2 separate regions of the Mus musculus genome follow, and region 2 is linked to region 1. A link is a contact called in public Hi-C data. All regions are on one chromosome and are shown on one strand. Each heading gives the region's core, a stretch centred on a gene start, on an enhancer-like site or on the middle of the called end of the contact. The rest is flanking DNA. Distances are from core to core; before and after follow the strand shown.

Region 1 (4,565 bases), core at 886-3,385:
AGTATGTGTCATTTGTGAAGTAGATTTTGAGTAACATCCCTGTGTATTTACTCTGTTTAATCCTAGAAGTCTATTAGAATGCATTCTATAGAAAGTGGCCTTGGGAGAACAGAAGCGGAGCCACAGGAATGGAACCTGAGGAGTCTCTCATCCCCTGGAAGCCCTGTCCAGACACAAACTGCCCCTGCTGGTCCCTGTGGAGAGCAGGCAGAAGATGACTATGCTGACCCACAGGAATACTTTAATGTCCTGAGCTACAGAAGCCTAGAGAGCTTCATTGCTGTATCGAAGACTGGCTAACGACAGCTCTCTATCCCTCTCCCTATGTCTCTCTCTCTCTGTCTCTCTCTGTCTCTCTCTGTCTCTCTCTGTCTCTGTCTCTGTCTCTGTCTCTCTCTCTCTCTCTCTCTCTCTCTCTCTGTGTGTGTGTGTGTGTGTGTCTGTAAGTATGAAAGACATCTTTTCAGGCTACATTTCTTCTACCCTTCTCTTCTGTTTCTCTGTGATAGAACCAAGGTAAACAGTTTTAACTTGATTATAAATGGGGTTTTTAACATTGATGTTTATTTTATGTGTATGAGTGTTTGTCCTGCATGTATGTGTGCCATGTGTGGATGGTGTTCCCAGAAGTCAGAAGAGGGCATCAGGTCTCCTAAAACTGGAGTTAGAGACAGTTGTAAGCCACCATGTGGGTGCTGGGAATCAGACTCAGGTCGTCTGCAAGAATAGTGAATGCCGGGCAGTGGTGGCACATGCCTGTAATCCCAACACTTGGGAGGCAGAGCCAGGTGGATTTCTGAGTTCGAGGCCAGCCTGGTCTACAGAGTGAGTTCCAGGACAGCCAGGGCAACACAGAGAAAAACCCTGTCTCGAAAAACAAAAACAAAAACAAAAACAAAAACCAAACCAAACCAAACCAAAACAGAATAGTGAGTGCTCTTAAAAGCTCTTTTCAGCCTGGAAAATGTTTCTTTCTTTTTCCTTCCTTCCTTCCTTCCTTCCTTCCTTCCTTCCTTCCTTCCTTCCTTCCTTCCTTCCTTCCTTCCCTCCCTCCCTCCCTCCCCTCCTCCTCTTTCTTCTTCTTCTTCCTCTCTCTCTCTCTCTCTCTCTCTCTCTCTCTCTCTCTCTCTCTCTCTCTCCCCCTTATTCTTCTTTTGAAAAGGCAAAAATAAAGCAATAAAAACAAAATTCACATTGCTCTGGCTTTGAACTTGGTGATCTGAGCAGGTCCTCTTGTGGCTTTGAGAAATACATTCTTCACAATAAGCCAGGTGCTGAGGCAGATGATAAGATGACCACTGGCCTTATTTCTCATTGTTATTTTTACCAGCATTCACTCATTCAAGATATTTATTTATGAATGAGGCAAAGTACTGGTCTTTAGGGAGGATTCAAGGACAAGAGCTTTGAGTGGGGAAACATTTATAATAAGACCTACTAGGAGATAAGGACTCATGATTGGGCCTCTTAGGGGAACACACCCATGAGGGTGTGGTGAAGTCTCCTTAGAGAATATAGGGATTAATGAGCCTGGTCTGGGGGGAGGAACATTTTCCTAGGAACTTGAATGAACTCAAGGCAGTGTAGGTTGAAGTCCTATAAGAAAGCCCTGACACCAAAGCACCAACGAATGTCAGGCTTTCTCCTTTAGCTAGGCATTTCAGGTCTGTGGAGAGTAGAGTCTACTGGGATGCAGCGGGTTCAGAGGACTCCAGGCTCCTCACACTTCATGGTCTTGGGATGCCATCAGGAAATCCTTGTCTACTTGAGGAGCCAAGTCCCATCACCTGGGCCAAGCTAGACCTGCCTCTTCTGGATCCATCTGCCACTGAGCCTCTTAAATAGAAACTTTTTCTTTTTGCCACCAAAAGGAACGTCTAATTTTTAAGAATAAGGACTTTGTTTCTTCTAAAAACAAAACGGGGTGAACACATATATGAGTGATAAAAAATTTTAAGAAATAAGAATATATTCTTCCTTACTCCCAGACCTCTTCATGCTGGAGTTGGGGTGCCTGCAGTTTATTTACATTGGACCGATTTTAGGCTGGATCTAAAAAGACTCTGTCCTCTTCCTGTCTCTCTACATACTACCTGTGTGTAGTTTTATTTCATGAGCAGGTTGGAGAAGGAAGTGAGCTTTCCTCTCACCAAAGCCTCAGGTTAAGTATGAGCGGGAAGACTCTTCATTTCCTGTTCCCCTCTTCGTTGTGGGAATCCCCACCCAACCTCACTTTCCTATCAGATGGGTCTCAAGGAGTTAAGATTGGTCCAGAGCCCCAGCCCTTGGGAAGAAAGATGGATACAGGGAAAATGGAATGTGCTTTTGGCTGTGGAAGCTCATAGGACTTTTCTTATAGAATGAATGCAAATTTGTTGAAAGTAGAACACAGCTTACACATTGGAAACGGACTAAAATGTAATGATGAAAAGGAGGGGTGATTGACCCAGAGGAGGTTGATGGTGAACCAACCGAGGCCAACAGAGATTTAGGTGCCACTTAACATGGTTATGGTAATTGGGAAACATTTACAAATACCACTGGGATGGAGAGAAAATACAAAGGCGCCTATAGATGTTGGAAATGGGTCAGGTTGCTAAAACGAGATTCGATTTGACAGAAAACAAATTTCAAAGTGGAAAGTGAACTAGATTCTCTCTTCTGAGAACCACAGAAGACAAGTGCCTAAGGCCCTGACTCCTGGCAGTCCATACTGCCCAGGACAGTAGCCATGTTTTCCATGTGGCCACCCCAGCATAGGTGCCACAAGGTTCATCCTAGACAGAACTTGTTGTTGTAGTTCTAAAACACACACTGGATGTTTGAAGATAATGTGAATCATAAAATGTCATCTAAATTTAAAGATATTCCTTACATTTCAAAATGATGCTTTGGATATTTTAGGTTAAGTAAATATATATTATTACAAACAACTTCCCTGCTTCCTTTTGCTTTTTAAACATGGCTCCTGAAAATCTAATTTTCTCATGGAGCCCCCATTATACTTCTATAAACTGGAACCTGGAGAATGTACCTTCTTCAGTCTGTTGGCCTTTGTCTTTCCCCTTTTGAAATGATGCTTGAAGAAGTCTCTCCTTCTTATCATGTTTGGTGAGACACACACAGGGAAAGATCACAGAGAAATTGAAGTAAGGACCCCTAAAGTGTTGACAGGAAGGGATTCCAGATCCTCCTGGTTCTCTGCCCACACTCTGATTCCGGACTGCCGTTAGATAGATAAGGCAAGAGATTATAATGAGAAATGTCGAGTCATAGAGCATTGAGCCTTCGGGAGGGGACAGCACTTGCTCTTTTATTTCAAAAGATCCCTTCTCAGCCTCTGGTCTTTAGGGATGAATTATCACATGCTTGTGTTCATACAGAGCCCATTAGGACTGCTCTGGGCAGGCAGGGAGGGTGTGTGTTTTCTTCACAAATGGTCACATTGTGGAGGGCAGGGTATTCCATATGAATAGAAAACAATCAGGGGCTTGACTTTGTCTGCTGGTGGAAGAGGGGAGCCAGCTTTTTCCATCTGTGGATTCGTCCAAGTCCTGCATTATGTTTGTAGCTTGCCACCCCAAAGAACTACTGTCAATAGGCTAGGGAAACTTATACCAAGAACTTGAGTCTTTTGGAAATCAGACTATGCCCAATGATTAGGGCATTTATTTGGGGACATGGTGTCCAGTTAGAACGTCCTACCGTTCAGTATGCTGGCCATTAGTCATAGGAGGCTACGGAGATCTAGAAATCTGGCAAATGTACAAAGGAAACCCAGTGAAATGTAATTGTCGAGAGCTTCTAATTCAACTTGTTGCTGTTGTTTCTAGGGATTGGGTGGTTCTATGGATCTTTTGACAGAGTCACCATCAGGAAGAAACATGAGTAGTTTCCTTCTGTTTTGTCCTTCCTTTAATTAAGACAAAGTCTGAGGTCAAAGGCAGGCTGCACATTTACCTATTTCCAGCTCTTTCTATGGTGATCTGAAGTTGCAAAGTGGTCCAGTTCTCAGCAACAGGTCCAGTGTTGTCAAGAAGCTTGCGACTGAAGGAGGTTCATGTAGGAATCAACTTTCATCACAGGCCTTATTTTGGATGACAGTAATTTAATTTCATGTAAACTGGGAACTGAACCTACAGTAGGTTTCACAGCAATTGAAAGAGAAGTGTGGTGTGAAGTAGAAATTGATCTAACTGGTCCAACTATCAATGACCATGATGGAGCTTCATGACGGAGAGAGCTATGCAGTCTCTCAGTGCCTTACATCCAATATCTCATCTGTAAAATAATAACAGTAGCATTTACTTCCAAAGGCCTTAAAAGAACGAGGTCAGGGCTGTTAGTGCCAAGTTAACAAGAAAGTGCTTAATGGTATTACCGAGCTACGTGCATGAGCAAGTGTGCCTGGTATTGCTTGTGCTGTCACAGGGGTTCCCAAGGGTGGAACAAAGTTTGCTGGCAGGAAACCAAGGAATCTGGAATTACAAAAGTCCTCAAAAATTGGGATTTGAGCAATGATGAACTATCAATATAGTTTTGGGCTCCACAGTTTCCCTGTAAGC
Region 2 (4,565 bases), core at 631-3,130, 52 kb before region 1:
CCCAGCTCCTAACTCCTCCCCACTTCCCCTCCCATTGGAATCCACACCCTTTCTGTTAGAAAAGAGGCATCTAGTGAATAATGACAAAATACGATAAAACAAAACCAATGGCGTTTCAAATCAGTGACTCCATCTCCAAATAAGAGGCCCAGGAACCTCTAAACTGGCGCATTGGGGACTTGGATTCTGGCGGATGTCAAAGGATGAGTCACCAAATAAGTTACAGCTAACATAAAAGCGGTGGGGACACCAGGAGGAGCCGCTGTACTTCAGCTCATTTTGCAGAGGAGCTGTGGGAAATGTGTGGGCTTCTAGCCAGAGGGCCTGAGCAGGACTCCCGATGTTCTTAGCTACTTGCTACCTGGCAAAGCAAACAGCTTAGGTTTCTGAGTTGTGTGTTTCCTCTGCTCCTCACTAAGGCCGCAGCCCTGTTGAAGACACAGGGCTGCCGTGAGACTCGGGTGACTTAAATACATGAAAACGCTCTTCCAACTGTGGCGTTCTGAGCAGCCATTGCCTTTTCACTGTGTAGAAACATGTCTGAGGTGTTGTAATGACAGAGTGTACTATCGGGCAATGGTGTGTGTGTGTGTGTGTGTGTGTGTGTGTGTGTGTGTGTGTGTGAAGGGGTGGGGGTCGCGGTTGGGATAATTCGTTTAGAGCTAGCAGCTGAAATGGAAGGCCAGAAGCAAACTGGCACACAGGTGTCCGAGTTTGCTGTTCTGACAGCGTGTGCTACACACTTACTCGTTTGCTATGAGCAGCAAGTTGGATGTAACTGGAGATCTGGGAACGCCAATCTTCAAGAGAAGACACAGTCAAGCATGAATTTGATATGGTCAAATAATTTCATTTAGGATTTCAGAACTCTCATTATAATTAGACCTTAGTCAACACCATTGAGATATGTTCAATTTTAAGCCCCAGAAAAAAATAATTGTCACTAGAGAAAGGGCTTTGAGAGCATATGCAACGATTTATTCCCCTTTAGAGAATTTTAACAGTATCTATAGAAAGTATGAGGCTGTGTAGATTTTTTTTTTTTTTTTTTTTTGCTTTGTTTGGTTTTCGAGACAGTGTAGCCCCAGCTGTCCTGGAACTCACTCTTTAGACCAGGCTGGCCTTGAATTCAGAGATCCACCTGCCTCTACTTCCCGAGTGCTGGGATTAAAGGTGTGCGCCACCACGCCCAGCCAAATGATGCAGTTTTTATGTGATGAATTCCTTGTTGCTGCAGTAGACCTTGGGCAGTCCTTGCTCCTCCTGTAGCAGAGCTCTGTTTATTGGCTGGAGATTTAGTCAGAGGAGCTCTGGAATTTAGCAGGAGACATGTTTATGTCTCATGGTCAAATACTTATTCAGAATTCTAGAATTCTCGAGCACCTCCTGTATGTCCAGCATAGCGTGGGGTATTAGAGAATCTGATATGCCCCAGCTTGTAACTCATTCACGTCAGAGGCAGAGGGGGAAATCCCATCTTTGTTATTCAGTAGAATGAGGTAAAACCAGAGGTCAACAGACCTGGTATAAGGATCACTGTGCTTTTGTGACTTTATTCCCTTAACCAAATCTACTGAACCCTTTCCTGTATCAGGCACACGCTCTCCAGAGCTTACGTGATGGTGGCAGCCTACAAAGATAGTGAGACTCCACCAGCCATGGTGGCATGGGACTGTAATCCCAGCCCTAACAAGGCAGGAGGAGCACAGGTTTGAGGTCGGCCCATCTCAAGAAACAACAACAAACAAAACAAAACAAAACAAAACAACAAAACTGGAAGAGATGATGAAGTCCCCTAGGCAGAGGTCAGTAAAGACAGGCCAGGCAGAGAACACAGGGTACATACCAACCCGACAGCTCAAACCCACAAACCACAGGCTAGCAGGAGAGACAGCCTTGGGGGCGGGACAAGGTGTGGGGGCGGGACCAGAAGGTTCCTGTGGGCTCCACCATAGACTTCTGCCTTTCCGTCAAGTGGAAGAGGGCGGGGCTGGAAAGGATTTGTGGCAAGCAGTAGATATAAAGAGATGAGTGCTTTTTAAAATTGTGGCGTTTTAAAATAGCCAATGCTCTGTTTGCATCTTCCTCGAAGGATCCGTAGGTTGAGGTGTGGGGGTGGGAATACAAAATAGTGGATTTAGGGAGGTAGGTTAGGGACTGTGCAGTAGCAGTGGAGGTGAGAAAAATGATTTTAAAAATCAGACACAAGGTGGTGGTGGTGGTAAATAAAGAGTTGGGCAGAGCTAAGACTCTGAAGGAGCAGATGTGTGGGAAGGAAGCTGTCTTGTTTCTCCCTACGTTCTTGTCACTTCCAGTTCTATACTTTTAGATCTCTCTCTCTCTCTCTCTCTCTCTCTCTCTCTCTCATATTTATCTTTCCAACTTACATTCCAGTGGGGGAAGTGATTGGATTTTTTAAAAGATTTATTTAGTTTATGTATGTGAGTACACTGTAACTGTCTTCAGACACACCAGAAGAGGGCATCAGTTCCCTTACTGATGGTAGTGAGCCCCCATGTGGTTGCTGGGAATTGAACCCAGGACCTCTGGAAGAGCAGTGAATGCTCTTAACCGCTAGGCCATCTCTCCAGTCCCCTGGACTTTTTTTTTTTTTTTTTAAGCAAAATTTGTAGCACAGTGTGGCTGTGTTGACATACTACCCGTGGCAAACATTGAAAGAGTTTGAGCACAGGGTTTGAAACAACTCAGTCAAGTTGTCTCACCTCTCAATCCACAGAATTGCCACCTAGAAAACTGGGATACAATGGCATCTGGCTTGTTAGGCTTCCTTTAGAGTTCAGTGAGGTAGTAAATACAAAACCATTGACACAGAGCTTGGTTTAGTGAAAACGCTCAATGCTGTCACTTGTCACAGATTCTAGTTGGAAAGCCGTATCAATTACGTGTCTCGTCACTGTAACAACATACACGACAACAGCAACTCGAAGAAAGATGGGCTTGGATTTTAATATTTATTTTATTTCTGGTTATGTGTGACTGTGTGGTAAATGCCACACATGCTGTGGGTACCGAAAGAAGCCAGAAGAGTGAGTCAGGTAGACCTGAAGCTGAGTCACTGGCAATGTGGATGACTTGCTGTGGGCTCTGGGAAGTGACCTCAGGCCCTCAGTCACTGAGGTGTCATCTCTCTAGCCCTAACATGGATATTTCTCATTTGGGAGTATTTCTCAGAGAGGATGAAAGCAAGAAGCTAATAACTACAGTTGAATATGCCTATAAGCTCCCAGAATGTCCATATAGGCCATGTGTTGTTTCTATAGATAAGTGGAGGCTAAGACAACAAATGCTTTCCCAGGGAGATAAGGTTCAAGTTATGCCCCGTCCTTTATGGCTTTATAGAGTCTTAGCAATCCGGATTAGAGGTTTTCAAATGGCAATCTACAGGCTAATGGGACTCAAAATTGTCACCAGTCTCAACAAAATGTGGACTAAAGTAAATTTAAAATATCTCCCCAGCTTTCCATTATGAAACGATTATTGTGCCAGGCATAACAATCCTAGTTGTGCACATCTTTAATCCCAGCAGTAGGGAAGCAGCCCTTAGAGTTGGAGGCCAGCCTAGTCTACCAAGTTTCAGGACAGCCATGGCTACACAGCGAAATCCTGTCTTAAACAAACACACACACACACACACACACACACACACACACACACACACACACAAAAGACACAGAATAAACCACCACCAAGAAAAAACTGCACAGTTTTATTATCAAGAAATTCTTAAGGCCAAAAATGAAGAGAAAGGTTTATTCGGGAGAAGGGAGGAGGAAGGAGGTAGCCATGAGTTCTGAGCAAGGTGAGGAATGGCTGAGCTGCCTAAAGTAGGTACATCTGTTTGGTAGAAAAAGGAGACAGAGAAAGGTTCCCCCAGAAGGGATCCCAGTGTCCCTTTTACCCTGGAGATTCGGCGAAAGCTAAATTTCTCCTGAGAACTTTATAACAGGGAGTTGCTCTCATTGGAATTAAGGCTAGCGTTCCCACAACTAATATAAGCTGAGAAATCCCAAGATGGGTACTGAAGTTATTCTGGGTTGGGTAGTGCCTCTAGGTGCCTGGTTAAAGCAGGCACCAATTTTCCCCGAAGGCAGGGGCATTGATCCCAGGTCTCAAGGAATTTCTGGAACCTCATTCCAATGAGCAGCACACAATGAAAGTCACAGAGTAAGTGAGGGAGAATCAAGAACCACAATCAGAACTGTAAAGAGCTCAGTGGGAGCTGGAGAGAGTACTGACTGCTCTTCCAGGCGACCCACAGTCGAATCCCAGCACCCACGTGGTAGCTAACAACTGTCTGTACCTCCAGTTCCAAGGGATCTGACATACTCTTTTGGTCTTTGCAGGCACCAGGCACAGCCACGGTGCACAGACATGCAGACAGGCAAAACCACTCATACATCAGATATTAGAAACTTGAGCATAGCTACGGGATGGAGGAGCCAGCCCAGCACTTGGGAGTGCTCAGTGCTCTTCCACCACTGGACCTGCCCCACGTGTCTCATTATCATGAAGTCTTCCTCTGATAGATCCCACATGTTTCATGA

Evidence for each region. Hi-C and Micro-C count contacts between places; a contact is called where the count stands out from the background.
Region 2: a Hi-C map of regulatory T cells shows a contact between it and region 1, with 2.7 times the contacts expected there. The contact joins two enhancer-like sites. A contact is called at or near these places in 2 of 39 promoter capture datasets (cranial neural crest and hippocampal neurons), 1 of 15 datasets of contacts at CTCF or cohesin (CD8 T cells), 26 of 484 Hi-C or Micro-C datasets (B cells, CD4 T cells, CD8 T cells and 16 more) and 7 of 115 datasets of contacts at active chromatin or transcription factors (CD8 T cells, effector CD8 T cells, embryonic fibroblasts and 3 more).

What each region holds. Positions count from the first base shown.
Region 1 is chr16:43,644,736-43,649,300 of GRCm38.p6, reverse strand. It overlaps Tigit (T cell immunoreceptor with Ig and ITIM domains), which reads left to right. Exons shown (of 4, transcript NM_001146325.1): 4 at 67-440. The coding sequence ends at 300. Among named protein-coding and RNA genes, the nearest start is that of Mir568, 6.4 kb to the right of the region's middle. Within about 2 kb of position 2,135, at least 4 of the 459 cell types and tissues checked have an H3K27ac peak or open chromatin away from gene starts, as enhancers often do. A contact at or near this core is called in regulatory T cells, where this site is marked.
Region 2 is chr16:43,696,441-43,701,005 of GRCm38.p6, reverse strand. No RefSeq gene overlaps it. Among named protein-coding and RNA genes, the nearest start is that of Tigit, 35 kb to the right of the region's middle. Within about 2 kb of position 1,880, at least 124 of the 459 cell types and tissues checked have an H3K27ac peak or open chromatin away from gene starts, as enhancers often do. A contact at or near this core is called in regulatory T cells, where this site is marked.